Regions from separate parts of the Mus musculus genome. Here all the other regions are linked to region 6. A link is a contact called in public Hi-C, HiChIP or PLAC-seq and promoter capture Hi-C data. All regions are on one chromosome and are shown on one strand. Each heading gives the region's core, a stretch centred on a gene start, on an enhancer-like site or on the middle of the called end of the contact. The rest is flanking DNA. Distances are from core to core; before and after follow the strand shown. Region 1 holds the start of Ndufb6 (NADH:ubiquinone oxidoreductase subunit B6). Region 2 holds the start of Aco1 (aconitase 1). Region 3 holds the start of Ddx58 (DEAD/H box helicase 58). Region 4 holds the start of Npr2 (natriuretic peptide receptor 2). Region 5 holds the start of Tesk1 (testis specific protein kinase 1). Region 6 holds the start of Galt (galactose-1-phosphate uridyl transferase). Region 7 holds the start of Hrct1 (histidine rich carboxyl terminus 1).

The links. Promoter capture Hi-C pulls out the DNA fragments that hold promoters and counts their contacts. A called contact is a pair of places that touch in the nucleus more often than the background predicts. HiChIP or PLAC-seq counts read pairs in DNA pulled down with a chosen protein or histone mark.
Region 1: a contact with region 6 is called in a promoter capture Hi-C map of pre-B cells, with 6 times the contacts expected there. The contact joins the promoter of Ndufb6 here to the promoter of Galt in region 6. A contact is called at or near these places in 2 of 39 promoter capture datasets (liver and pre-B cells) and 1 of 484 Hi-C or Micro-C datasets (B cells).
Region 2: a contact with region 6 is called in a promoter capture Hi-C map of pre-B cells, with 6 times the contacts expected there. The contact joins the promoter of Aco1 here to the promoter of Galt in region 6. A contact is called at or near these places in 3 of 39 promoter capture datasets (erythroid cells, neutrophils and pre-B cells), 1 of 484 Hi-C or Micro-C datasets (B cells), 1 of 115 datasets of contacts at active chromatin or transcription factors (bone marrow-derived dendritic cells) and 3 of 9 other capture datasets (adipose tissue, liver and macrophages).
Region 3: a contact with region 6 is called in a Hi-C map of B cells, with 9 read pairs. The contact joins the promoter of Ddx58 here to the promoter of Galt in region 6. A contact is called at or near these places in 1 of 39 promoter capture datasets (pre-B cells), 1 of 484 Hi-C or Micro-C datasets (B cells) and 1 of 9 other capture datasets (liver).
Region 4: a contact with region 6 is called in a promoter capture Hi-C map of liver, with 6 times the contacts expected there. The contact joins the promoter of Npr2 here to the promoter of Galt in region 6. A contact is called at or near these places in 3 of 39 promoter capture datasets (hippocampal neurons and liver).
Region 5: a contact with region 6 is called in a promoter capture Hi-C map of liver, with 7 times the contacts expected there. The contact joins the promoter of Tesk1 here to the promoter of Galt in region 6. A contact is called at or near these places in 3 of 39 promoter capture datasets (embryonic stem cells and liver) and 1 of 115 datasets of contacts at active chromatin or transcription factors (embryonic stem cells).
Region 7: an HNF4G HiChIP or PLAC-seq map of pancreatic cancer cells shows a contact between it and region 6. The contact joins the promoter of Hrct1 here to the promoter of Galt in region 6. A contact is called at or near these places in 1 of 39 promoter capture datasets (embryonic stem cells) and 1 of 115 datasets of contacts at active chromatin or transcription factors (pancreatic cancer cells).

The regions. Positions count from the first base shown.
Region 1 is chr4:40,278,078-40,281,838 of GRCm38.p6, forward strand. It overlaps Ndufb6 (NADH:ubiquinone oxidoreductase subunit B6), which reads right to left and starts at 1,344. Exons shown (of 4, transcript NM_001033305.3): 1 at 1,081-1,344. The coding sequence starts at 1,260.
Region 2 is chr4:40,141,161-40,145,451 of GRCm38.p6, forward strand. Aco1 (aconitase 1) reads left to right here and starts at 2,105. Exons shown (of 21, transcript NM_007386.2): 1 at 2,105-2,381.
Region 3 is chr4:40,238,514-40,242,700 of GRCm38.p6, forward strand. It overlaps Ddx58 (DEAD/H box helicase 58), which reads right to left and starts at 1,312. Exons shown (of 18, transcript NM_172689.3): 1 at 1,078-1,312. The coding sequence starts at 1,183.
Region 4 is chr4:43,629,658-43,633,696 of GRCm38.p6, forward strand. Npr2 (natriuretic peptide receptor 2) reads left to right here and starts at 2,278. Exons shown (of 22, transcript NM_173788.4): 1 at 2,278-3,194; 2 at 3,868-4,039. The coding sequence starts at 2,528.
Region 5 is chr4:43,439,717-43,443,597 of GRCm38.p6, forward strand. Tesk1 (testis specific protein kinase 1) reads left to right here and starts at 2,561. Exons shown (of 10, transcript NM_011571.3): 1 at 2,561-3,881. The coding sequence starts at 3,719.
Region 6 is chr4:41,753,298-41,757,203 of GRCm38.p6, forward strand. Galt (galactose-1-phosphate uridyl transferase) reads left to right here and starts at 2,220. Exons shown (of 11, transcript NM_016658.4): 1 at 2,220-2,355; 2 at 2,664-2,833; 3 at 3,050-3,125; 4 at 3,216-3,264; 5 at 3,385-3,514; 6 at 3,642-3,698; 7 at 3,859-3,906. The coding sequence starts at 2,331. It overlaps Gm42274 (predicted gene, 42274), which reads right to left and starts at 2,475. Exons shown (of 2, transcript NR_155499.1): 1 at 1,872-2,475.
Region 7 is chr4:43,725,287-43,728,989 of GRCm38.p6, forward strand. Hrct1 (histidine rich carboxyl terminus 1) reads left to right here and starts at 1,912. Exons shown (of 1, transcript NM_027511.1): 1 at 1,912-2,824. The coding sequence starts at 2,076. The coding sequence ends at 2,405.

The DNA.
Region 1 (3,761 bases), core at 94-2,593, 1.5 Mb before region 6:
CTGCAGAGATCCTCGGCTATCCTCCTGCCTCAGCCTCTGGAGCTGCTGTGATTACCAACATGCGCTGCTTACTCTCCCTAGCATGAGCTACCTTATTTTTCAATGTGTGTGGAACAAAAACCAAACCAACTAACCAAACAAAAACATTCCACCACTACCAACTATGTGTGATAATTATTTTACAAATTTCTAAATGGAACATATTTCCTGACAGATTGGGGCTGACCTACCAATTTCAGTATTTTCACTAACTCTGAGGCTTCCTATAGAATATCCATAGATTCTAAGACAGAATAAGCACCATTCTGCAAGACATAAGGCATTGTTGTTCAAGAAACCAACCAACCAACCAAGACTTTGTACAACTACTACTTCTACTTCTACCACAATTACTGGAAGGAGCTGAAAGCAATTCCCACACAATGTTCGCTACTCATCATTGATGTGATTTAATAGCAGTCTCCAAGAAAATATCTGGAATCCTTACAATAAAAAGCAGTCCTTGAGTGAACGGTTTTTCTGCCTGGAGGTCATGGAATGCAATTTAAAAGTAACTAAAAGTGTGTTAAACGTACACAGTGATGCGTAGAAAGGGAGCTTTAGAGTCTGACAAAGCATACCAAATAGAACCCTGTCTTCTGTTGCGACCCCATGGGGCTGTACTATACCAGCTGGCCAGTCTCTGGCACCTCAACCCTACCCACCGCGTAAGTGTTCTCAAATACTGAAATCACAGCCTGTGATCTCAGTTAATTCTGACCAGTTTAACCCGAGAAAAGGTATCTACACTCGAAAGAACTGCATGTGCGGCGAGCGTCTTGTAAAACCTAAGACCCGACTTCTCAGTACACCTGACAGCCACCTGCTCCTGGACTCCAGACCCCAGCCCTGAACAATAGCGACCTGACAGCGTCTCCGCTAAACCTGAGCCCCTGGACTGATTGTCCCTTGGGGCCCTCCCGGGTATGCGGGCTCTGGACAGGGTTGGGCCTTGATGGAACTGAGAGGAGTGGGCTGGGAGGCTTGGCCAGGCTGCGACCCGGGGTGGGAACCCGGACACCCGTGTGGCTCATCACTCACCATGTTCTTCCACACGGCCCCGTCCCGCAAAAAGTTATCCCAGAATCGCTCCAGGGGCCACATCCTGCGCGGGGGCAACACGGGCTCCCGGGGACTCAGCTCCTGGTCCTTCAGCCATCGTCTCCTTAGCTCCCGCAGCTGCTGCAGCCGCAGCTTCTCATCCGGCGTGTACCCTGACATGTTGCCGACGAGCCTACACAGGACCGGTCACTGACCTGCCCCTCCCGCTCCGCAAAGCGACCTTGAGGCGCCTGGAAGCGGCGCGGAGTGATGACGCCACACCAGCCCCGCCTCTGGGGGCGGGCCGACTCCTTCGCGGAAAGCAGGCTCTGCTCATGCGCAAAGCCCTCTCTTGGACCCTGGGTTTTAACAACCTGGGTTAAGTATGAGCTCAGGAAGGTCCCTGAGTTAAGAACTAAGTGGGCGGTGTTGGAAAGTGTGAGAAGTCCTGGGGCTAGGGTTCAGAGAAAGAACTTGTAGGGGAGGGGACCGGAAGAACAAGGACGATGGTTTAGCGAACCTCTGCCTCGCCCCCTTGAATTCTCTTCTTGACCGAGAGACACTTGCGTCCGAATTTGGCTCCCACCTCTTTCGTAACCCGCTAAGTAATCTTGAGCGCCTATCTCGGTTTTCTTCCCTCTCTGTACTGCAGAAATAAAGAGCACCTTATTTGGGAGGCTTCCATAGGCTCGCTCACTCTTTGATTCTGCCGGCCCACTTTGTAAGACATCCCAAAGGTATGGCAGTAAAAATTTGTAGGGGTGTGCACGAATATTCGTCACAACACGATATGTAATAGCAAAACATTGAAAAATCACCTCCCAGATTTCAGAATAGAGGATTAGTGGGAAAGCTTATAGTACTGTAAAGCATTGGTATGCTACTGCCATAAATGAGCCTTCTATTCATAACTGGAGTAACTTCTACAATCTATTGATAAGTTAAAAAAATAAATAAGTAAATAAAACCAACTACACCAAGTATGCTACCTTTTATCCAAAAGCAGGGAGAGTAGTAGTGATACTAAATATATATACATGCTCTGAAAATTTTAGAGTAATAAATGAAAATAATTTTGTTATTTGTATTTGGTTTTGGAGACAAGATCTCATGTTGGCTTTGAAATTGCTATTTAGGGAGACTGGACTTAAACTCCGAATTCCCCTGCCTCCACTACTCATGAGCTAGATGAAGTACACCAGTATGCCCAACCTAACTACTGCTTCAAACACCACCACCAATATTATATAGGGAAGATAGGATAGACACAAAAGTAGGAACTAGGGAGTTTGGAGGTGGCTTAGCGGTTAAGAACACTTACTGCTCCGTCAGAAGACTGAATTAGGAGAATCTAGCTACATGGTGGGGCTTCTGGAACCTGAGTGTTCTCCAGCAGAGAAGAATATGATTTATAAGGCTCTCTCTAGCGAACCAGAACTGGGGAAGTTTCTAAGACCAGTAAGCAACTTGATTAGCAGGTTTCTCTGGTCAAAGATGAAAACATTTCAGCATCAGTAAGTATGAATTGAATGATTTTTAAAATATAAAACACGTCACACATAACCAAGTCAAAATACTTTATTAAAAAATCTCGTTTTTGATTTTTGGATGATTTTTTTAAAGATTTTATTTATTTTGTGTGTATGAGTACACTGTCGCTGTCTTCAGACACACCAGAAGAGGGCATTGGATCCCATTATAGATCATTGTGAGCCACCATGTGGTTCCTGGGATTTGAATTCAAGACCTCTGGAAGAGCAGTTGGGTGTTCTTAACCGCTGAGCCATCTCTCCAGCCATTGGATGGCCTTGAAAAACAACTTATCTTGAAATCTGGTAAGAAAAAAAAAATCATTTCTCATGTCAATTTGTACACTATGCCTTGTGGCCAGTTTCCCCCTCCCCTCTCTGCTTTCTCACCAACCATTGATCTGCTTTCCATCACTATTAAAGAGTCCGTGTTCTTGTAGAACTTTCTATAAATGGGATCACAGATTTAACTTGATTTTGTCCTGTTCCTGTTACTCAACATCACTATCCAGGGGTTGAGGTATGAGGAGAACTTAGTAGCATATTCTTTGTTGTTCCTGAATAATAACCTATTGCAGGTGTTATACCACAGTTTAAATATTTACCTGTTAACCAACAGATTAGTTTTTCCTTATTTTTGGAAACCGCAAGCCCAGTTGCTATGAACCATCTTTGTATGATGTCTAGAAATAGAACAGCTGTGGAATGTGTAGTGTATACTTACCTGTAAAAAAAATTCCAAATGCTTTTCTTAAAGGTCTATTATGACTGTATCCATAGTTTGTGAGAGACCCATTTATCCACCCATTATTTGATGTGGTAAGTCATTTTAATAGATAATTAGTGGTATTATAACTTTCATTGTTCCAACATCTGAAAACAACACTTGCTTTTCCATTAAAAAAAAAATCAGACATTTTTTCTAGTGTTCTGTACAAATTACATCTTAGAGTAACAAAAAACTTCTGGGGAAATTTTCTTCGACGAAGCATTTTAATACCAAACATAGGAAGAACTGGCAAGCCAAACTTCACCATCACACCACCCCTCCTTCCTCAGCTCCAAGAGGATCCCCACCACCACCAGGTCTTCCCACTCCCTGGGGCCTCAAATTTCTGGAGTGTTAGGCTGGTCTTCTCCCACTGAGGCCCG
Region 2 (4,291 bases), core at 855-3,354, 1.6 Mb before region 6:
TAACAAATAATCTCTTTGTCTACAGTCTTAATCAAGCTAGGCAGGTTGTATGGAGGAAAATGCGACTTCCATATCTGATGGCACAGACAGCAGCACTGGCATTGGCAATGATGAGGTAGCTGAAGCATTCCAGAGTCATCAAGATCTAAGAGACCCCAACGGCCAAAGCTCAGAGCAACAACACAGAAGGCAGCTAAGAGTTCCCGAGCCCTTCAAGAGCTCTGAACTATAACACTAGGGAGTGGTTAAAGGGTTTCCAAAGAAAATGCAAGAAACTATGACTATATAGGAATAGCAAAAGTGTAAAGACAGGCAGGGGCTCTGAAGAACAAAAAGCAGAGACTGTAAAGCTTGGTCTCAGCCAAAGATCAGGAGTTATAACTCTACCTGCTGCAGAGCAGAAGGAAGCAAGAGCAATACACCTCTGCCCTGAGTACCTGGAATAACCAGCCTTAGGCTTGGACAGCTTGGAACTCAAATCCACCCTGTGATGAGTTCCTGGAACTCAGGGCCTTCAACACTAAGGGAGCAACCTAGAGCAGCAAAACCCATCGCTAGCCAAGTGCTTGACATACTAGTTACTAGTCATTCTCCCTATATGATGCTCGTTCGTGTTAACTCAATGTAGAAGCCTACACTGAATTTCCAAATGATCTGGGCAGCAAAACCTTACATCCTTTCATCTAGAGCTAATCAATCATGTTTCCAAATTCACATTGACTTGAGAGGCTAAACTGCTAAGCATGGACGGAACCCCCACTCAGTCTCACAGCTCAGACTTTAGATCGGTGGACAGCATGTGCTGTAATTAATGGGTTGCTGTAGGCTAAAACCAAGTTTTATATATAGAAAGTTTGCATTCTGTGTAAGCTACAGACATGTTGAAGTGTGCTCCTGATGTATACTTCCTGTGCTTTGAGCTAGTAATAACGGAGAAACTGCCTTTTATAAGAGCTGGGTGTGGTGGGACAGAACCTGCAGTCCCGGCACTTTAAAGGTAGATGTAGGGAGTCCAAGGTCTGGGGAGTTCCACCAAACAATGAGCTCTAAGCCTGCCTGGGGCCCATGAGTATCTGACTCAAAAATCAAACCAAAAACCCCAAACAACTAAACCCTCGGGAAGAAATCTAAAACAAAACAGTAGTTGGGGTAGGAATAGGAAGTGAAGGGCAAGGTGGAGGAGGTGGGGGACACTGGAAGAGGCACTCAGAAAACGTACTTACCACCCAGCATTTAAAAGAAAGGTGGCGTTTTGTGTGCCAACTTGACACAAATTAGTCATCAGAGAGGAAGGAGTCTCAGTTGAGAAAATGCCTCCATGAGATCCAGCTGTAAGGCATTTTCTCACCATTTTCTCAATGGGAGAGGGCCCAGCCCATGGTGAGTGGTCTCACCTAGGCTGGTAGTCCTGAGTTCTATGATAAAGCAGGCTGAGCAAGGCATGGAAGCAAGGCATTAAGCATCACCCCCACGGCCTCTGCATCAGTGCTTGCTTCCAGGTTCTAGCCCTGCTTGTGTTCCTGTCCTGACTTCCTCCAGTGAATTGGAAGTGTAAGCCAAATAAACCCCTTTCTCCTCAGCTTGCTTTTTGGTCATGGCGTTTCATCGCAGCAACAGAAATCCTAAGGCTCCCTACGTTAGTCAGGCAGTTACATGTCACACTCTGCCCCTCGTGAGGGACAGTCAGCCTTCTCCACGCTCCAAAAGAGGAAAAGCCTAGAAATCGGCTCTACACTTCCTGGGACTGAGCCACTAGCAAAGCTAGATGCAGCCTCGGGGCCCAGTTTCTCCCGCCTATGGGGAGGAGCCACGAAGATCAATAGCCTTCAGCTTCGGGCCTTCGGGCCTAGGAGGTACAGAGGGGTGGAGCAGGTCCTAGGCTCCGCCCCCGTCCGTGGCCACGAGTCTCTTGTTCTAGGGGTGGGACGGTGCCCAGCCCCTAAACCTGGCCATGTAGGGGCCTGGGACTCGTCCCTCGGTATGGTCTGCCTTCAGGCTCTGGAAAGAAGAGGTGTTCCCAAGCTCTGCCCCTTGGCCGCAACCTCAAGTCAGATCTGGGCCTTGGGGCGGAATAGGCCCTAGACTCCGCCCATCTGCCAAGATCGGAAGGTTCCGAAGGGAGGGCGCACCCGGACTAGACTGCAAGCTTCAGCCATCGCTTGCAGCTTCTAGAGGGAGGAGGTGCCCAGGCTCCGCCCCTCGGGGGGCGGAGTGAGGCCCGGGCCCCGCCCCTCTCCCGCAGCAGCTGGTTCCGGCCCGCTCTCCACCGGTCCCGCCTCGCTGCCGGAGCGTCCGGAGGACCGCTCAGTGGGAGGAGCGCGGAGTCGGCCTGGGACATTGCTAGCACCCGCCTGTGTGCTCCGGGAACTGCACTGTGAGCGGTGAGTACCACGCGGCCCCGGGGCGTCCGTGCAGGCCTTTCCCACGGGTGCAGACCCGAGGACACGGGGAGAGCTGCGGGGAGGCGGTGGAGCTGGCTCCTGGGGTGACCTCTCTACTCGCTCCCCAGCCTGCGTCGCTCTGGACTGGGAGTGGCTCTACTCGGCGCCCCGGGAGTTCTCGCCTTGGTGTGAGGGCCGCACCGCCGGGGTGTCATTGTGCCAGGCCCAGCCCACGGGATAGAAAGGAACGATTGTGCCCGGCAGATTGGAGTCCCCAGCACGGGGCGAAGGCAGGCGGGGTGAGGGTAAGAGCCCCCTCAGTGGAAGGGCATAGAGTCCAAGGTGATTGATTGAGAAACCCAAGGAGAACGGGACTGTACCACTCTGGCCAGCCCAGTGCACTAGAACCGCAGATCTCCCTGCAGCACGCATGACAGCCTCCCAGCAGAAGTTGCCGAACTTTTGCATTTAGGACCGGCAGCGCGCCTAAAGAACCTTTGTTATATAGATTGTACCTATTGATTTTTGCAGTGTATAAATACAGCGTATAGACACTTAATATACTTAATTCAGATAGACCGATTCTGTAGTTTCCAAAACACTGTTATTAAGAATGGCATTCTTTAACCTTCCTGCAAATCTCTGCTTAGAAGACACTCAGCCTGTTGCAGTATGACAGGTCATGTAGCTTCTGAAGACTTTTAAGTATATTGGTGAAAATGTAACATTGTATTGCTTAAAGAGTGGTTTTGACCGTCCAAACACCTGCGCCTGTGTTTCTCTGCAGCATACTTTAGAACCACCGAAGTAGCCAGTGCTTAGGAGGCATAGTTCACTGGGTTTGCCACTTTATTTATGGTTCTTCCATTCCGCACCGTGGAGGAGTTAACCTCTGATACCCAGGAGCACTCTGGACCTCACTTTCCAACGGAATACGAGATCCCCACAGTTGGTGGTGGCTTTGGGTGATGTTCATGTGTGCCTTGGTTGTTTCTGTGCCTGCTGAGTTGATGTGTGTAAACCTGATGTAGCACACCAGACCTGTGAGTTCAGGGAGGTGGGTGTGACTAGACCATGCCAAATGTGTAGGGGTTGCTGTAAGATTACCAAGCAGTTGAGAGGTCATGTCTAAAACACCAGGTGGCATGTTTTTGCCTCCTTATCCCTGTGTTCAGTTCTGTTGGGGGTTTCTAGCCTTGGGTCTGTTGAAGTATGGTGTCCCAGTCTCCGAATTCTGCCACTTCCACATTCCTGGTGAGCTCTGTGTGTGGTCCTGCCTCTGCCACTGGAAAGCAGTTGCCCATTGTGTCTGTGTGTGATAGATGGAACCCTGCATTAGAGTCTTTCCTTTGTTTCATGCTGTCTACAGGAATTTGAGATAGAAGTTATATACATATTATCAAAAAATGTATACCTCAAAGCAAACAAGTTTCTTAATCCTCTACCCAAAGAGGCTATTGTGTTCTGATTGAGCAGCTTCAGCACTTTAAGTAATACATTAGAAATGATTGTCCTCATGCTGTTGCTCCCACAGTCGGGAGAAGGGGGCTGGGATCTGAGCCCTTGTGTTCTTGTTATACACATTGTTGATACTGGAGCCTCTCTTATTCATCCTTGAGTAGATGTTTATCTCAGCTCCAACTCTTCTGGACCTTGGGAAATGAATGATTTTAGAAGGTGAAGGGCCTGTCTGGAATTTACAGTCAAGAGCATAGGTAAGTACCGTCCAGTTGAGATCATTTCCTGCCTGTATGTGTACATGAAACACGGTCATGTAAGAAAGCAATACCTGCTAGGAAGGTGTGCATCAAAAAAAGCACATGCAAAGGAAACCAGAGGCCTACATGTAAAGATGACAATTAAAATAAATGGTATTTATTACCTTTTCCCCGACAAACAACATTGTTTGT
Region 3 (4,187 bases), core at 62-2,561, 1.5 Mb before region 6:
AATTAAATAAGAACAAAGAGCAATGGCAGGAATGGCTGAACAAACTAGTTACTTTGTTTCAGTATTGAAACTAGTTACTTTGTATGCTAATGTAAATGACTAAAGATCAGATTAAAGGATTGAAAGGCAAGTGACCCTGGTGTTAAGAAACCTCTTGGGTGGGTTTCCTCTCCTCAGACCCCGCCCCCAATCATTAGGGCTTTTTTGCTGCTTCTCTCTAACACAACCGGGATGTGGGTAGCCCTGGGTAGTGCTCTTTTACTCCTCTCTGCATAGCCTGTTAGGCTTCGGAACTCAAGAGAGTCAGAATTAACCTGCAGTTGCCACCGTCGTCCAACGCCAGGAAAGACATCTAGGCTTTAACTGGCAAAATGAAAAGTAGCTGCCGCACGCCCTCGGTCACCCCTTCAAACGCCCTCTCCCTTCTCCCTGGGGGTGGGGGTGAGGTGGGGAGGTCTGTTTGCTCAGGTGGAAACACCCAGTGCAATTTACAAAGAGTCTATTATCCACCAATCAAATCCCCAAAGCTAGATATGAACAACTGTGTTAAACTCTGAACACACGGAGTCTGGAGAAAGTTTTCTTCCACGGACTTCCTGTGAGCAACATCCTTTGACAGAAATGTGCGTGTCAGTCAGTCCTCTTGCTTCCTGCGGCCCCCACCTCCACCTTTGGCCCGAGCCCAAAGCCTTGCTCTTTGCTCTGTACAGGAATCTAAGGAGGGGCGGGCGCATTCTGATTTCTCAGTTTCTCATGACAGGACAAAGGGAGGCACACAGCAGTCTAGAAGGTGTAAATAAGAGAAACAAACTATTTCCCCAGCATTGAAAGAAAGAAAAGAGTGGCATCCTTATGCAAGTTACTACAGCTTGCAGGAATTTTGTTCCTGACCATCAAATCCCTATGCTGTCTACTCTAATATGGCCTGGGAGTCTCACATACACCGGGTTACACAAATTAACTTAAGGACAGCGCGGGGGAGGGGGGGGGGCAGAGCCTTCAATTGTTTCTGATCTGAGTGATGTTTTCCCCTCGCTAAGGTGGAGAGCCTGAGAGCCCCAGTTGGGGACCACTCACCATCCTCGAGCCAGGAACTCATGTAGCTGAGGATGTAGGTGGGGTCCAGAATCTTCTTGATATAGTCTCTGAATGCTTGCAGATTCTGCCGCTGCTCCGCTGTCATTCTGTGGCTCCAGGCGATCGATGAGCGCCCTGGCTCCCGCAAATCCGCCAGAGATGAACGAAGTGGGGACTTTCCAAGGAGTCCCGATGAAAAAGCTGCCTAGCCGGCTGGCCATAGGAAATCGAAACTGCCTCAGGGCGCTGGGGAGGGGGGGGGCGGGGGGGCGGGGCGGGGATCCAGTTTCGTTTCTGAACCTAGACAGCCACTGAACCGCAAGGACCCAGAAGTACCTTGGAAATTGCCTTTAAGTTGGGGCGCAGCTTTTCGCGTGGTGGCTTTATATTTCTAAAGTGCGCACAATTGAAGTGCATTGTTCAATGAGTTTCGAAAAACATAAACACCCGTTACCTCTTCCACAGATCAGCTGGGTCCTGCAATAATCTTTAACCATTCCCCGCGCCCCCCCCCCCTCGGGGCAGGGTTTCTCTATGTAGCTCTGACTGTCCTGGAACTAGATCTATAGACCAGGCTGGCCTCAAACTCACAGAGCTCCGAAATCGTCCCTGCTTCGGTCTCACAAGAACCGGGATTAAAGACCCCCACCCCCTCCACCACCTCCTCCATGCCACCACACCACCACCACCAGGCCTAAAGAAGAGTTGAGGGAAAGATTGCAGGGTGGGGAGGGGGACGAAGGGGATAGGAACTCCACAGGAAGACCAACAGAGTCAACAAACTTTGATCCTTAGGGCTCTCAGAGACACCACTAAGCAAAGAGCACACACAGGCTGGACCTAGGCCTCCCTGCACTTTTGTAGCAGGTGTGAGTTTAGTCTTTTATGAGTCCCAAACAACTGGAGCGTGGCTGTCCCAAAAGCTGTTGCCTGTCCGTGGGATATGTTCTTCTAGCTGGGCAGTCTTGTCTGACCTCAGTGGGAGAGGATGCGCCTAGCCTAACAGAGACTTGATATGCCAGTGTGTGTGTGTGTGTGTGTGTGTGTGTGTGTGTGTGTGTGTGTGTGTGTGTGTTTGTTTGATACCCAAAGGGGCCTCCAACCGCTCAGAGTAGGGGAGGGGGCATGAAGTGACTGAGTAGGGGAGGGGGCATGAAGTGACTGGGAGGGGACAGTGAGTGGGATGTAAAGTGAATACGTTAAAAAAAAAAGTGAAAAAAAAAATTTAAAGAAAATGCCCTAGCCGGGTGTGGTGGCACACGCCTTTAATCCCAGCACTCCAGAGGCAGGCGGATTTCTGAGTTCGAGGCCAGTTTGGTCTACATAGTGAGTTCCAGGACAGCCAGGGCTATACAGAGAAACCCTGTCTCAAAAAAACAAAACAACAACAACAAAAAAAAGCAAAACAACAACAACAACAACAAAAGCCCTACAGGCCAGTCTTATGATTTCCTTAATTGAAGGCCCCTCCTCTATGATGAATTCAGCTTGTGTCAAATTGACCTAAAAGTACCCAGCACACCAGCTCTGGAAGTTATCCAACGCTTCTTTTAGAGTGATCATACGTTTAGTTTTACTCTTGGTTCTACAGTTATTTCAAATTAACTTTTCGATATAACACGAAAACTACAGCAACTTTTTCCAGACTTCTGATTGTATACTCTCACATATGCTGAAAACCTACCGTTTCTGGATAGCCTTGGGACCTTTATCAGGAAAAAGAAAAAGACAAAACGGACTTTACGTGTGTAGATCTGCTTCTGACTCTCTTCCAACTGTTTCTACTCCCTGACATTTATAACAGTACCAACCACTTCACCTGGGTTACTGCAGATTGCAAATGAAATCTTGAAATCAGGTAGTATTGAGTCCCCCAAACTTGTTTCTCATTATAAAGTGTGTAAAACCATGCCGGGGGGTTTTACATTTCCATATCCAATACCAACAGGTCAATTGAAAAACAAAACCAAGTAACTACCAACTGGATGTTTATCAGGGCTGCGCTGAGCCCACAGATGCAGTCAGAGGACCAGTCTTCTCCAGGAGCATGGCATTTCTTTCCATTTATTTAGGTCTCTGGTTTCTCTCAGCCGTACCTTACCGTTTTAAGGGTACAAATCTTTTATACGTCACATTAACTTTCCTCCATGTCCTTTAATACTAATGTAAATGGGATTGTTCATGAATTCTTATTTTCAAGTTGTTGCTACCCTACAGAAATACAAGTGGGTTTTGATTGCTGACTTTGTATCATGGTACACTGCTAAATTAACTTATTAGCTCTAGTAACTTAATAAACTTTTTTTGGTAGACCATCCTGTCACCTGTGAATATGAATAGTCTTACTTCTTCCTGCCGCGAAGCTATGACTTGTTAATGTCCATTCCTCATAGTTTCCCAGTCTTTATGCCTTTTGTTTCCTTCCCTTCCCTTGTCACCCTAACGCCTCTAGTAGAAAACGGAATGAAAAGGTGAGAGAATTGACAATCTTTATCACTGATCTTGGTGGGAACCGGTTGGTCAGTACTTCCCTTTAACTGTGACGTCAGATGTGGGTGTGGCTTGCTTTCCCTGAGTAACTGGGTTATTTGGCCTCCAGTTTTCAAGACCATCATCAGGGGAAGTCAAGGCAGGAGAAACTCAAAGCTTTAGAAACCTGGAATCTGGGATGGAAGCAGAAACCATGGAGGAATGTGATGTCCTGGCTTTTTTTGCTCTGGATCTTGTTAGATGTGAGAAAAAAAAAAAAAAACCCCAAAACAACAACAAAAACATTTGCACAGCTGTCGAATCAAAGCAAGCTGGATTTAGAAATGCACAGGGGTCTGGCCAGATGACTCCCTAAGAAGTGGGGTTTCAGAGAGCAGCCCCTCATTGGCTTTTGAGATCTCTTTTATGGGGAAGGGTTAGGGTTCATAGAAAAAGCTGTTGACAGGATTGGCTGTTAGTACCAGGACAGAAGAGTGAGAACTTGGGGGCTCAAGGCTGCCTGTGGAGTAGAAGTGAACGAATACATTGTGTGGAAGGGGAGTCATCACAGGTGCTCAGGAGCAAGGCAAACTGGTCCATATACATCACGGGGTTATCTCAGCAGAGGCTGAGAAACATGA
Region 4 (4,039 bases), core at 1,028-3,527, 1.9 Mb after region 6:
CCGCATCCTGGAGACTGAGGCGAGGAGCACTGGGAGTGGGAGAGCAGCATGAGCCATGCCCCCAGTACCTGTTTCTAAACAAGTAACTATAAACAAACGAATAAATAAATAAATAAAATAATATACATAAATAAGTAAATATAAATAAATAGAATAATATATAATATACATAAATAAGTAAATATTTATAAATAAGAGAGGAACCATTTTTTTTGAGACATTTGCTATTTAGCTCAGGCAGTCTCTGAACTCACTATGTAGCCCAGGCTACTCAAATTCACGGTCGTTCTACCTCAGTCTCCCAGTCCCAAGATGACAGGCCTGAGAGTCGTGTCTTTTTCATATTGTCCATCCCCTTTGTGACTGCTCTTCCTTTTATTGCCCAGACAGAGCATAATTCCTTTTCACCAACAGGATTGACAGCCTGGAGCAAGAATTCATTTCCCTCGGTGTTCTTTAAAGGGGGGAGGGGTACCCATAAGCTTCTATTTGGATAGAGCATCCAGCAGGGCCACTTGTCAATGTGGCTTTCTTATGACCTCTGTGTTCACTCCAGGGACCAGGGTTTTTAGCTGTGTGCCCCTCTAAGGCAAGAGCTGAAACAATTAGCTTCTTTCGTGTTCCAGCCTACAGCAGCCAGAACTCATGGCTCTGAATAAAAAGACTCGGTCCTTAATTTCTCCTCAAGCCACTAGGGGTCGCCTTCATCTCAGAGAAAGATTGTCCTCAGCCTGCAAGCTCTCAGTCTCTGCTGGGGAGCCTTTGGCTTCTTGGCACTGTGATTTCTGGAGAAGTGGCTTCAAGTGGGAGAGAAACTGGCTGTCGGCATGGAGGAGAATGTGTTTATGTGCATGTCCTTTTTGATAATTTGAGAACTCCCCAAGGTGCCATAGCTGTTCCCTTTGCAATGATGTCATCTCTCACAAGCTGTTCTTCCAGATGGGGTCAGCACTCCAGATAAGGGGTACCTGGATGAACTTTCTAGCCTGGAATTTTAGGAGTGAGGTGGATCCCTAGGTGGGGGTACAATGAACTTTAATTGCTGAGGCCTGTTAGGCTTAGTCAGTCCATAAGCTCCCACCAAGTGTGGCTCAGGAAGACAAAAGGACAAGGCCCTGGGAACAGATGGCTGATGGATCCAATAGGCATAAGAGCAGAACGACCGTGGAGACAGAAACAGAGTGGAGAGTTGAGTCCCCAGGAAGAGGAGGACTCGTGGACTCCATAAAGATCCGAGAAGAATGGAGTCCTTTGGTGCCATGAGGGTCTGACTTCCTCCTGCCTGAGGAAAAGCACTCTGGCGTTGAGGAGATGGGTAGAGTTTTCCCTACCCAGGAATAAATGGATACCCAGTGATTGGGGATTTCTGACAGTTTCCTGGAGACTGGAGCATCTGCGGAAATCTGATTGAGTGAATGGACTCTAAGAAAAGTGGGGTGTCAAGGGAAGAAGGCAGGCATGAGTGAGATGGGAGCAGTCCTGTGCACAAGGGGCTTGGGGGAAGCAGAGGAAGGCCCTTACAGTATGGGGACGCCCATGAACCTCGCTGGCCTAGAGGCCCGGGGTGCTGAGCCCCTGGGGCGCTCACCGGGTGGTTTGGGGACTGGGAGGTCCCTGGGCGCCAGGCAGGGGTGGGGGTGGCAGCAGCAGCCGGAGGGTGGGGCCGGGCGGGGAGGGGAGGGGGAGGGGCGGGGTCGGGCGGCCTGCCGGGGAAGTCACACTCGGCCGCCGCCGCGGGCGCAGCGAGCGGAGACGCGCCGGGCCGAGGCGACCTGACCTGGACGAGCGAGCGGCGCGCGCGGGGGCCCAGGCGGGGGGCGGGAGGCAGCGGCGGGCAGCGCAGGCCGCCGGGCCCGGGAGAAGCGGAGCGGAGAGGAGCGGGGGACACGGGCGGGGCCGCCGCAGCTCCGGATGGGACCAGCGCCCGGGCCCGTTAGTCCAGGCAGGAGCTTCGGGAGAAGCCGTCACTGGGAGAGTCACCCCTGCCTTTCCCTCCCCTCTGGCCCAGGCCTCGCTTCGCTCCCTGCCTGCCCATGTCCCAGTCCTTCCGCGGCGGGCGCCCTCCCACCTCAGCCCGGGGCTCTGGCTTCTCGCAGCTCTTTGCTCTCCCGGCCCGATCAGCTGTGAGGTGTCCCCGGGCCGTTTCTTTGTGCCAGCCTCCCCCAAGTCCCTACCCCATCCCAGGCTCAGATTCCTCCCTTCTCGGCTTGGAATTGTCAGGCTACTTCACCTCTCACTGTCCTCATCCCGGTCGCAGGCCCCCTTGGTCTCTTCTTCCTTCTGCCACCCTATCCTTAGTCCCTGGACCTGGCTGTGGGCTGGTAGCCCACTCCTTCCCGACCCAGGTTTCCCCCCATCCTCTTCTTGCGTGGTCCCCAGCACTTTCTGTATCCGGGCCGACTAAGCTTGCCCCCACTTCTCTTCCTGGCCCTCTTCCCCAGGCTCCAGGCTGGGTGGCGCTTGTGCCTGCCCAGTAGGCCAGAGCGGCCCCTGGTTCGGGGGACCGTGGGTCAGCTGCTCTATCCCCATGGCACTGCCATCCCTGCTGCTGGTGGTGGCAGCCCTGGCAGGTGGGGTGCGTCCTCCGGGGGCACGGAACCTGACGCTGGCGGTGGTGCTGCCAGAACACAACCTGAGCTATGCCTGGGCCTGGCCACGGGTGGGTCCTGCTGTGGCACTGGCTGTGGAGGCACTGGGCCGGGCACTGCCCGTGGACCTGCGGTTTGTCAGCTCCGAACTAGACGGCGCCTGCTCTGAGTACCTGGCACCACTGCGCGCTGTGGACCTCAAGCTGTACCATGACCCCGACCTTCTGTTGGGCCCCGGTTGTGTGTACCCCGCTGCCTCTGTGGCTCGCTTTGCCTCACACTGGCGCCTTCCCCTCCTGACTGCGGGGGCAGTGGCCTCTGGCTTTGCAGCTAAGAATGAGCATTATCGTACCCTGGTTCGCACTGGCCCCTCTGCGCCCAAGCTGGGTGAGTTTGTAGTGACATTGCACGGGCACTTCAATTGGACAGCTCGGGCTGCTTTGCTGTATCTGGATGCTCGCACAGATGACCGGCCCCACTACTTCACCATCGAGGGCGTCTTTGAGGCCCTGCAGGGCAGCAACCTCAGTGTGCAGCACCAGGTGTATGCCCGAGAGCCAGGTGGCCCTGAGCAAGCCACCCACTTCATCAGAGCCAACGGGCGCAGTAAGTGTGGCCCGGGCTGTTTTAGAAACAGGGGAGGTGGGCCGCTATGTCCCTGGAGCAGTGCAACACAGAGAAATAGGCAGAGATAGGAAGGGGAGAGTTCTATGTGATGGTTGGGATGGAGGAACTTTTGAGGACAGAGCTCCTGAGAGAACCTGGCATCAGTCAGAGGTCAGCAAGGCTGAGCCTGGGGCTGGGGTTTGAGTAGTGGATGTGGGTGATGTCTGATCTGAAATGTGCACCTGTCTGTGAGCAGAGACCCCTTAGATTGGAACACAAAGCCTCTTGGTAGCATAGAGATGACTCTATGGGTTCAGGTTTGATTGGGAAAGCAGGTAAGGCTCACACAAAAATTGTGAGCACAAGTGCTTGTGAGCCTAGGGAGAGGTAGGCAGGAGGGGACGTGGGGGCTGTGAAGTCTAGCAAACACAGCTTTGGGGGAAGGAGGGGCTTGGGTCATCACGCCAGTCTCTGGGGTCTGGAGTTGGGCTCTGACTTGGACCAGATGGTCCATGTGGCCCCAGGGCACTTGCGACATGAGCTCTAAGGGGAGGGATGGGAACATCTGTTGGGTGGTCGATGGGTAGGGCACTCTCTTGTAATGGGATGACTCAGAGAGGAGGGGGGACCTGGATGCTGTCTCAGGGTGCCCTTCTGTCCTGTGCACTCCCAGTTGTGTATATCTGCGGCCCCCTGGAAATGCTGCATGAGATCCTGCTTCAGGCCCAGAGGGAGAACCTGACCAATGGGGACTATGTCTTCTTTTACCTTGATGTCTTTGGGGAGAGTCTCCGAGCAGGCCCCACCCGTGCAACAGGCCGGCCATGGCAGGACAATCGAACCCA
Region 5 (3,881 bases), core at 1,311-3,810, 1.7 Mb after region 6:
ACAAACACTGGCTGCTCTTCTAGAAGACCAGGTTCAATTCCCAGTACCCACATGGAGACTTACAGCCATCTGTGACTCCAGTTCCAGGGTATCCAGCATCCTCTTCTGGCCTCTGTGGGTAGCAGGCATGTACACTGTGCACTGATATACATGCAGGCAAAACATACATGCACGTAAAATTAACAAAAATTGGTAATAATAATGGGAAAGATGGAGACTAGGTTAGCAATTTTAAAAGATTAAAAGCTGCTCCAGAAGCAAACCAAGGATCTCACTTAGATTCTGATTAAAGTAGACAGTTTTGAAAACCCAACATAAAGAAAAATGTGAACTTGATATTAAGAAATTATTGCTTGGTTTGGCTTGATTTAAAAAAAAAGTTCTTGCTCTGTAGCCCAGCCTGGCCTCAAACTCATGATCCTCCTGCCTCAGCCTCCTGAGCACTGAGATCACAGGTCTTCATCTGACTTTTATTAGTTTTTACATTTGTATTGTTTATTATTGTGTGTGTGTGTGTGTGTGTGTGTGTGTGTGTGTGAGCGGACACACACATCAGGACACGTATGTGGAGGTCAGAGGTAAGTCTGTGGAGTTGAGATGTGAGCGGACACACACGTCAGGACACGTATGTGGAGGTCAGAGGTAAGTCTGTGGAGTTGAGATGTGAGCGGACACACACGTCAGGACACGTATGTGGAGGTCAGAGGTAAGTCTGTGGAGTTGAGATGTGAGCAGACACACACGTCAGGACATGTATGTGGAGGTCAGAGGTAAGTCTGTGGAGTTGCTGCTCTCCTTCCCCCTTTGCCTGCATCTCAGGCTTCAAGCTCAAGTCGTCAAGTCTTTTATGAGTTTTTAAAGGCACAACAATGTTGTGGTAGATATTATGTGGGGGTTTCTACTCCACCTTAGATCATTTGCCTCCCAACTAAAAGACACAAACCTTTATAATAAACCTTAACAGCACTAGAGTTGGGCAGATGTCAACCCTCTGGGCTATTTTTGTCTGCTTTCTTGTCAATAACCCCAAGACATCACTTGCCACACACATTCCACCTAGGCCACTCCCACTCCAACAGGCCAGCCCTGGTGGCCAGGTGCTCACAATCCACACCACCCCATGGCGACTTCTCCACCCTCCCTTCCTTCTCTCCTCTCTTCTGTGCCTGAACACAAGCCCGGGAACCTTCAGCCCCACCTACCTCTTCTGCCCAGCTATAGGCTGTAGGCATCTTTACTAACCAATCATGAATATACAACAAGAGCTGGTATAGTTGAGGACCTGCTTGTCTTGGAGCAGCCAGGTCATGGGATACAGTTTTTAGCATTTGAATACAGAGCCACAACAGACCAACCCACTACACAACAATGACACCACGATTTAATGAAGATTCCTTTTTCTAATCAGTGGTAAAATAATGCCATAGCTATGCAGCAAATAACTGGGTGCAGGGACAGACATGTGGACAAAACACGTGGCCATGAGTTACTCCCAGGATAGTCACAGGCCCAGAGGGTATCTGAAAGCAGGTATATTTACTAGAGAAAGAAGGGAGTGTGCACATGCGTGCTCCCTGAGTGACAGTATATCGTCCCTGTGACCATCATTATTGCTGGCTGATGATAATCTACCTCCTACACTCAACAGCTTTTCCACCTGAACTTTTAAAAACTGGTGATACCAGTTTTAAACCTTGATAGAAACCTAACGATGAACCTGGCTGCTGCACTCCCCCAACACACACACACACACACACACACACACACACACACACACACACACACAGAGCTTCTCAGGCACATCAACATTCCCTCCTTTTTACTAGTGTATCCTAGCTCAGTCTTGCATCCCCAGCAGAGGGAACCACCACACGGCCTTCTTCCTAAACACTCCCTCTCACCATAACCACCACAGCGCCCTTCCTAAACACACACACACAATTCAGCATGAAACTACTGTCACAGACATTGATCCTCAAAATGACTAATGGGACAGAATCCAGTGTCAGTTAAGCTTACTACAGTGAGGGTATCCTACAGGTACAAATTCCGAGTGTCTTCAGACCTTGCACAAACTATGGAAAATAAAATCCTGCCAGGAGGGGTAGCATATGTTTGTAATCCCAGCACAAAGTGGTATGGTGTGGTATGAATCCAAAGCCAGCATGGGCTACAGGGCAAGACCGTTTCAATCTCTACACAAAAGATTACAAATAGGTTCTCAGAATTAACTCTAATTTAATGCGATGAGTATGTTTTGCTGTTACCAGTGGGGGAAAAGAACACGCATTGGCCTACTCTCCTTTTCTAGAACAACTGTGCATGACTGTTCTCTCTCCAAACCTGAACGATTCCCTTATACGGTGCACTCTCAAGACGGCCTTGCACATTCAGCCTGCCCTCACTCCATTCCGCCGCGAGGTGGCAGGACGCTCACGGATGCCAGGAGACCTCTGCCGGGATCCAGTGACGTCACGCAACCCTAGCGACGATTGGCTACCTTCCCGATGACCTTGAGGGGAGGAGTCCGTGGCAGAGCCGGAAACATCGGCAACAGCGAAAGCCACGTCCCGAGACCGGGCGTGCGCACTCCGAGGATCCCAACCGCTGTAGAGGCCTCTGCACCTCCTCCTCTGGACTGAGGGGGCACACTGGCGTCTACCGACGTGGGGCGCAACCTGCCGAAAGGGGTCACACCGCTGGGCGCTAGCGAGGGGAGGAGTCACCTTGAGAGGAGGGGTCACAATGACTAGCCGAGTCACTCTGCCAGGTCTCTTTTAGTGAGAGGAACACAAAGAGGAGGGGGTGCAGCACTGAGGGGCTCGGGGAACACACGGATGTAGCAGTGTCATCCGTAGGAAAGGTCCCCCGAAGGAGAGCGGGCTCCGAGGGGCAGCGGCCTTTGAGGGGGCGGGATCCTGCCGAGGGCGGGGCCTCCTTGCAGGTGCAGGCGTCTCCGAAGAGAGGGTTATTAGGACAAAGAAGTAAGAGGGTGGTCACCGGATCGAGCGTCGGAATCTCAACTTTACTTAGGGGGATGGAGATGGAGTGAGAAGGAGTCGAGCAGGTCAGGGATGCGAAGGCCAGAGGCTCCCTACAGCCCTGGATACTGCGATCGGAGAAGACAGGTGTTAGCGAGCCCCGAGATTTAGAGTGTCGGGGTCAGAAACCCCCCTGAAATGGACAGTCGGAGTCGGACGCAGACCGGGCAGGCAGCGTGGTCGATCCGTGGAGCCCAGGGCGCAGGAGAATTAGCGCCAGCAGTCAACCCTCAAGTCGTCCTGTGATTCACGCCCCGGCCTACGCGCGGGGGACGCACCTGAGGGGGCGTGGCCGGGCCGCAGCCCGGGCTCCAAGGAGTTAACCGCAGACCGGGCCGGGCCCCGCCCCGGGCAGGCCGCACAGCCTGAGCCCGGCGGCGAAGCGGAGCAGCAGCCGCCCGCGGGGAGCCCGCCGCCGGCGCCCGGGAGCGCCGCCGCCGCCCGGCCCAGGCCCAGGCCCAGGCCCCGCGCAGAGCGGAGAGCCGCGGCGTTCCACCGGGCCCAACTCGCCGGCGCGGCGGGGGCGGGCCCAGGACCTTCGGCAGGTCCTCCAGGAGTCCACCGGGCGGGAGTCCCGGCCCCCGGGATCGGGTTGGGCCGGCGCCCATGGCGAGCGCGGCCTGCCCGGGTCCCGGGGATCCGGCCATGTGAAGCAGGCCGGGGCTGGGGGCCCGGCCATGGCCGGGGAACGGCCGCCGCTGCGGGGCCCCGGGCCCGGAGAGGCTCCGGGGGAGGGGCCGGGGGGCGCAGGCGGAGGCCCGGGCCGGGGCCGGCCCTCCTCCTACCGGGCCCTCCGCAGCGCCGTGTCCAGCCTTGCGCGTGTGGACGATTTCGACTGCG
Region 6 (3,906 bases), core at 970-3,469:
TGAACACTGCTGCAAGCTCCTTTAACACACTCCACCCGTGCCCCATTGGTCTCAAGAAAGCATCTCTTCTAAACAGCAGTTCCTGATTGGCTGGCATTGTCTGCACCAGCAATCCTTGGTCTCTCAGGCAGTCCTCAATTAGGTCCTCCTGCAGGAGGTGCTTTTGTGGCTGCCTTGACCCCAGCGTTTACATAGAGGTAGCCCTACTGTTCCTGCTACACAGATAACAAAAACTAAACCTTTATATTTGTAATAAGCCTAAGACAGCAGTAGAGCTGGGCATATCAACCCTCTATGGCTATTTTGTCTAAACTAAGGGATGTGACTTGCTAAGTCCCATTTGGGCTGCTCTTACTCCAACTGGTCTGCCCTCATGGCCAGTTCTCAGGATCCTACCCCATAGTGTCTTCTCCCTCTCCTCCCCCCCCCCCCCCGCCTCCTCCTCCTCCCCTCCCCTTCCCTCTCCTCTCCTCCCCATACCCCCCTCTGCTATATACCCTCAAGCTGGGGGAACTGAAGTCCTGCCTATTTCTCTTCTTCTCTCCTGCCCAGCTATAGGCTGTAGGCATCTTTGTTAACCAATCAGGGATAACTTGAGGGGCAAGGATGCATAGCATCACTTGGTATAGATGAGAATGTCCTTGTCTGTGGGAGTGACCAGACCTTGGGAGCCAGTATTTAAAATATTTATTTATTTATTTATTTATTTTATACATATGAGTACACCACCATTGCTTTCTTCAGACACACCAGAAGAGGGCAACAGACCCCATTACAAATGGTTGTGAGCCACTATGTGGTTGCTGGGAATTGAACTCAAGACCTCTGGAAGAGCAGTTGGTGCTCTTAATCCCTGAGCCATCTCTCCAGCTCCCCACCTCCCCAGCCAGTATTTTGCATCATAATACATAGCAACAGACCAAACCTCAACAGCCTAGAATGTTCTATGTAGCCAGGCTACTCATTGATATGCCTGTCTCTGCCCTTCAAATACTGATGGCCTTTTGCTTGTTTTTGAAATTGGCTTCACTATATTGGCCAGGATGGTCTAGAACTTGTGGGCTCAATTGATCTTCTGCTTCAGCTTCTAGAGTAGCTGAGACTATAGGCAAATGCATCACTGTGCCTGGTATGTATGCACAAACGCATACACGCGCGCACACACACACACACATTACTGTCTTTTGGTTTACTTTTTTTTTTTTTTTCGAGACAGGGTTTCTCTGTGTAGCCCTGGCTGTCCTGGCACTCACTCTGTAAACCAGGCTGGCCTCGAACTCAGAAATCTGCCTGCCTCTGCCTCCCAAGTGCTGGGATTAATGGTGTGCACCACCACTGGCCGTTTGGTTTACTTTTATATAGATTGGGCCTTGTTATGTATAACTGCGCAGGCTGAACTTGAACTTGTAAGTTTACTGTCTCTGTTTCTGGAGTGCTGGGATTACAGGTGTGTACCACCACACCCTATACTTACTCAGTTCTCTTTATCTAACCTTATTTCTGCTCCTGAGGCTAGAGGCATAGTTACAGTGAAATACTCACACATCCGGGCAATACCTGAAGGGCCAGGCTGCAGGCTTCATCTATAGTATGATCAAGTTCCTCACCTCCACCCCCTCTCCACAACTTGCATCTTAACCACACACAGCAGCTCCGCAGGTGACCCAGGTCATGAGTTCAGAATGCTGCTGGTCTTTGCACAGGGCGTCTCTATGCTCCACACAGAACCTAGGTGCCTGGCACACGGTTAAGATGCTCAGTAAAAACGATGTCTTCTGAACAGGACAGGGCCTGATGTGCAAACACAAGAACTCACTACACCTGTGGTTACCTGCACAAAACATGAGAATGGACCCATAGAGGTTTCTTACCGGTTTGGGGGGCGGTGCACTCACGAGGCTCCGCCCTTTCTGATGGACTATTGGCAGTTAAAGGCTGCTGGCAGGAGTGTCCTTGAGTGGTGAAGCTGATATGTCATGCTCCAATAAATAGCCCTAATGTCGTGCAAGCAACCCGAATCCGTGGCGGGACGAATGGACACAGCAACCAGTTTTCACAGATGCTCTCCAGAGAAGTAGCTACAATCCGGTGTGCAGGAGAATCATCAAAACAACCTGGGGAAGTGAGCGTGGCGGTCCCGAGCCCCGCCCTCAAGTGGCAGGCTGTGCCCCCACCGTCACGTGTTGGCGACTAGCCAATCATCCAGGGTGGGCGGGGGGAGACATGGAATGGGGCGCTCACCTTGTGTACCTTAGGTCAATTCGTGTGGCCTCACGTCGCATAGCGGAGCCGATCCTGAGCAGCGCCAGCAGGCTTCAGAGGCGGACGCCATGGCAGCGACCTTCCGGGCGAGCGGTAATTGCTGGGCGGCCTGGACCCGCTACGGTGCGGAGCCGAGCCTTCCTTTTCCGTAGGAAGTTCTAGTCCCAGAGTCAAGGTCGGCACTCCTACCCGAGGCCAGGGTGGCGGGCGAGGGAAGGAGGGGCTTGCAGGCCGTGTGGCACGGAAAGCGTTTAACCCTTTAACTCCCCTCCGCCAGCCTATAGCTTCTAGAAACACTGCGCCGACCGAGCGTCCCTGTACTTGGGCCTGCTAGGGCATTAGAGCCACTCGGGGAAGAGAGAGACAGGGAGTTTTGCTGACTGATCCTTGTCTCTCCCCAGAACACCAGCATATTCGCTACAACCCGCTCCAGGACGAGTGGGTGTTAGTGTCGGCTCATCGCATGAAGCGGCCCTGGCAAGGACAAGTGGAGCCCCAGCTTCTGAAGACAGTGCCCCGCCACGACCCACTCAACCCTCTGTGTCCCGGGGCCACACGAGCTAATGGGGAGGTAAGCCCGAATACACAGCCACCAACTGGGATAGGAAAAAAATCCTTCTTCCTTATTACTACCCTTCGCCCACAAGGGGGAGCAGTGCGCCTCCTTTTGGGTCATTTCCGGGCAAGCAATTTTGATCCTTTGAGTGGGGCCTTCCTCGCCCCCGTTGCAGCCTGGATAGCCCTTGAATTCCGTCAGGTAGTATTTCTAGCCTATTCTTGTCAGTAGGTGAATCCCCACTATGATGGTACCTTTCTGTTTGACAATGACTTCCCGGCTCTGCAGCCCGATGCTCCGGATCCAGGTACCCTCAATTTAACCACTGTTGGGGAGAAGGGAGACTGGGTCTGACCCGGGTACCTGTGCTACAGAGAGTAATACTCCTTTATTCCAGGACCCAGTGACCACCCTCTCTTCCGAGCAGAGGCCGCCAGAGGAGTTTGGTAACTTTGGGTTTCCCCTCTTACAACCTCCAGCCCAGGTCTGAAGACGAAGACCTGAGCTTGGGCCCTGCCCTTAGCACCCAATCCACTTCCCTATGTCATTTTTCCCTCACCACCTAGTAAGGTCATGTGCTTCCACCCCTGGTCGGATGTGACGCTGCCACTCATGTCTGTCCCTGAGATCCGAGCTGTCATCGATGCATGGGCCTCAGTCACAGAGGAGCTGGGTGCCCAGTACCCTTGGGTGCAGGTCTGTGAGGGGGAGGTGTAACTTTGGTTTGGGGGAGAACCATTACTGCTTCCACAGGGTATGGTGAGGAGGGGTTGACTTGATGTCTGTGTGACTATTGAATATCTCTCTCCTTTCTACCCAATAGATCTTTGAAAATAAAGGAGCCATGATGGGCTGTTCTAACCCCCATCCCCACTGCCAGGCAAGTATGTGACAGGCCTTAATGGCTTTCTTGGCTGAGTCCACCGGCATTGTGGACAGGACTACTAGATTAAGAGATAGGGCAAAAGAAATACATTGGTAATTCGGAGGCTCAGAGATAATGGGCTGGCCTGCTCTTCTTTGTGCTTGCCCTTTGACAGGTTTGGGCTAGCAGCTTCCTGCCAGATATCGCCCAGCGTGAAGAGCGA
Region 7 (3,703 bases), core at 662-3,161, 2.0 Mb after region 6:
TAAAGACTCAACGGAAGGGGGCTATTCAATGACAGGGCCACAGGATAGCTTTCCTGAGGGTGGCCCTACTTCATCAGAGCCAGTCCCTCTCAGGTCATCAATCTAACAGAACCTGTGTCCAGTCAGGCCATTCAAAATGATCAGGGAAGCAGTCACAGGATTAAAAGTAGGAGGACAGTTTCCCGCAGGGGACTTAAGTAGTTACTTCTGAAGGTCTGGAGATGGCAGCCTGTCACCTCTAAGTTTCCGAAGCTGCTAATACGATGGCCACTTCAAGGTCCTATATTTTATCCAAATGGGGAGAAAATAGGCATCTCATAAAATAAGCGTGTATTGAGTGTAGATGGGTGTCTCTTCATCTCTGGCCCTCAAGCTCGCCCCCCCCCACCCCCTTTGTGCATCATCTTCTACTGTCTCTGGAAGGCCCCACAGCAGGTAGCATCCTTAGCCCTGGACAGCTCTTCTCACCCCAACCAAAAGTCTGGAGATTGCTTGTGGTATACACTAACCCACAAAGGTGAGAGACTCAGACAAGTTGCTTCCCTTCTTTGGCCTCAGTTTCCCTAATGCGGGGTGAGTCCAGGGACCCTTAGGAATGACTGAAAGTCTTCAGATCTGCACATTGCAGGGTAGTCTCCAGGTTGTGTGGGGTGGGCATCTCCTTGGAAAACTCCTGTAAAGTTATCCATTTAATGCTCCCTTCTTCATGCCCCTTTCCTCTCCCTCCTCCCTTCTCCCTCCTCCCCTCTCCACCAGCTCCCATAGGACTTTTTCTTCAATGTGCCTCTAGGGAAGGCAGCTGGCTCCAAAGCCCCAGGAGTCTGCAGGAGGAGTTCTCTATACAAGCCTCATTAAAAGTTCAAGTGACTTCTCCAGAGGGCCAGGAAGCCTCTGGAGACTAGCCTCCCTCGAAACCAGCTTGGCCAAAGGTGATGTACAACCCTTTGAGCTGCTGTGGCAGCTTTTCAGTAAAGATGTCAGAGAAAGCAGCTGTGACTGGGATTAGAGCAGGGGAGTGTCCCTGGAGTTTGCTTCTGCTGTGGGATCTCCAGAGAGGACACGGTGGGCTCGAGGAAGGGCCTTGACCAACTTTACAGAGTGGAGCTACTGCAGAGCTGGAGCCAGTCTGAGGTTTGGGGGCTGAGCACTCTCCAGAAGGAGCTTTGAGGAATGGGTTGAAGGACCCCTGAGGACCCTGGCCACAGAGCTTGGGCTTTGGGGAGCCCAGTCCGCTTGCGTACAACAGAGATGCTGGGGACACCCTGAATCCCAGCCTCATCCTTGGTGACTAGGGGGCCAGAGGATTTAGAACCAGTAACGAGAGAATGGAAGACTGTGCACATTCTGGTCACCAAACAAGTTCCCAGGCAGGTAGGAATGACCCGAGCTTTGTGACAGGGCAGATGATAGGGCAACGGGACTGCCATCCACTGACATTGTTGACCGGGGAGATAAGGGGCTGACCTGTGTGACCTCAAGTGGCTTCCTTTCTGCTTCCTGTTAACCCAAAGTTGACAAGCCTTCTGGCTTCCTATACCCAACAGGAGAAGCATCCCTGGATGATGAACGGCTTGTGGCCCTCATCAGGCTCCACCCATCCCTGACTGACATTCACAGGACTTGGGCTAACTCACTGATCCTCAGCAGCAGAGGATGTTGCAGGCTACAGATAGTCGCGGAGCTAGGGAATCGTGTGCATCCTAAGCCTACACTTTTAATCTCCATACAGTGGTTCCTAGGAGAAAAGCTGAAGCCCAGAGGAGGGCCCTCCTTCTGCCAGGAGGCAGGAATAGATGGAATATTGACCTCATATCCCTGATTCAGGCCCTCCCCTTAAGCAAGCCAGTCCCACAGCTCCTTGGTCTCCACCCACTCTTCCTTCACGGCCTCCCCCTTCCTACTCCAAACAGCCTCTGGCTGTTGAGAAGCCTGTCCAAACAGACCTCTCCCACATTCCCTGGCTGTTCTCCAGTCTGCAGGAGCCGAGACACCCTTGAGTTCAGTGACTGTGAGGGCTGAGCAGAGGCTGCTGAAGGGAGCCACTGAGTGAAGTGCAGAGATCCTCTGGCTTCCAGATGTTAGGCCTTCTGGGGAACACGACCCTTGTGTGCTGGATCACGGGCACAGCACTGGCGTTTTTGATGTTGCTGTGGCTGATGGCCCTCTGCCTTTTCCACAGATCACAGGAGCATGACGTGGAGAGAAACCGAGTCCGACAAGCCCGGCCTCGACTCTTCCATGGCCGGCGCCTGCGTCTCCCAAGACTTGTTCACCATCACCACCATCACCATGTGACCGGGGTGACCAGTGTGGGCGTTCACCACCACCATCACCATTCTCCCCATCGTCTCCACCACCACAAGCACCACCACCGCCACCACCATGCTCATGGAGCCCGCCGCTGAGGCCAATAGATAGCATCTACCTGGCTCTGCCCTCCATCCAGCAGCAACATGAGTGGATCCTGATGCTGCCACGGAAAAGGATGTGCCTCTGGGATGAAGGGGGGTACTGGGACCCTGGTCCTGCTTGGGTTTCATTTGCATATGAGCCCTTCTCCCTATGTGCAACAGAGACCCACCTGGGTGGCCCTCTACACAATGTGGGGCTTGAGCTTCGAGCAGGGCTGGCTGAGTTTCCTACCTTGTGACTGCAACTCCTGGTGACCCTGGAAGTAACAAGGGTATCTGGCAGAACCAGAGCCCAGGTGGAGATGGAGAGTTCTTCTGATTGGGGAGGCCCTGTGATGAGCTTCCAGGGGCAGACTGTGGTACGGGCATTCACTGCTGCTTGGCTGTAAGAAATAAAAGCCACCAGGAAGCTTTTTGTGTGAACTGGTTCTTGACTGTGGCACAGTGGGAGGGAGGGAGTCATGAGGGCCCTGGGAACTCTTCTGGAAGGAGCTGAGCCTGGGGTCTGGAACAGAGAGAAGTAGGTGGTCCCCGCCTAAGCTCTGAGGAAGAATTCAGTGTGGACGGCCCAGAGCTTTGGAGAAGGGACAGTTGAGACCCCTAGCCTGGGTTCTAGCTCTCGGAGCACCCTGCCTGAGTGCTCCTCCTAGCCTGGTCCAGAGCAGGAACCAACCCTGGGTTCAGTGTCTGTTTGGGGACTGAATAGGGATTCTTATGCAGACTCTGAGTCTCCAGCCAGCCTGTCTGCAGATGCACAGTAGCAGCTGATAAGACCAGAGGGAGGGAACAGTTAACTGCTTGGCATGCCGGGTGGCCTCAAGAGAATGTGCCTGGCCTGAGCCTCAGTTTTTCCTTCCTTAAAATGGAATGGATAGTAGAGACTCCTACCACAGTCAACAGGCATGCAAAGGACCCACACACACTATGAATAAAAGGTTGGGTCCATGAAGGGGAAGGAAATATCGTCCCAGCCTGAGCCTGAGAACAGGGAGAAGCAGGGCAGAGAGCAGCAGAGGGAAACGCCAGAAAGTCAGTGACTCACTGGAATAGAATGTCCTCTTTCCTTCTGTTTCCCAGGGGACTGTGCGAGGACTAGGCGAGGGGTGACCAGTGAGGAAGGGAAGAGGCAAATTCACACTGACAGCTGCACTGGGTTTCTGCACTGGGAAAGTGGACCAAAGGTCTGATGGACAGATCTCTCTCTCTCTCTGGAGTCCTTCACACCCATCCCTCTTTCCTCACTGCCGGGCTTAGCCCAGTCCAGCCCTCCACCCTTGTCCCTCTCTAGCTAC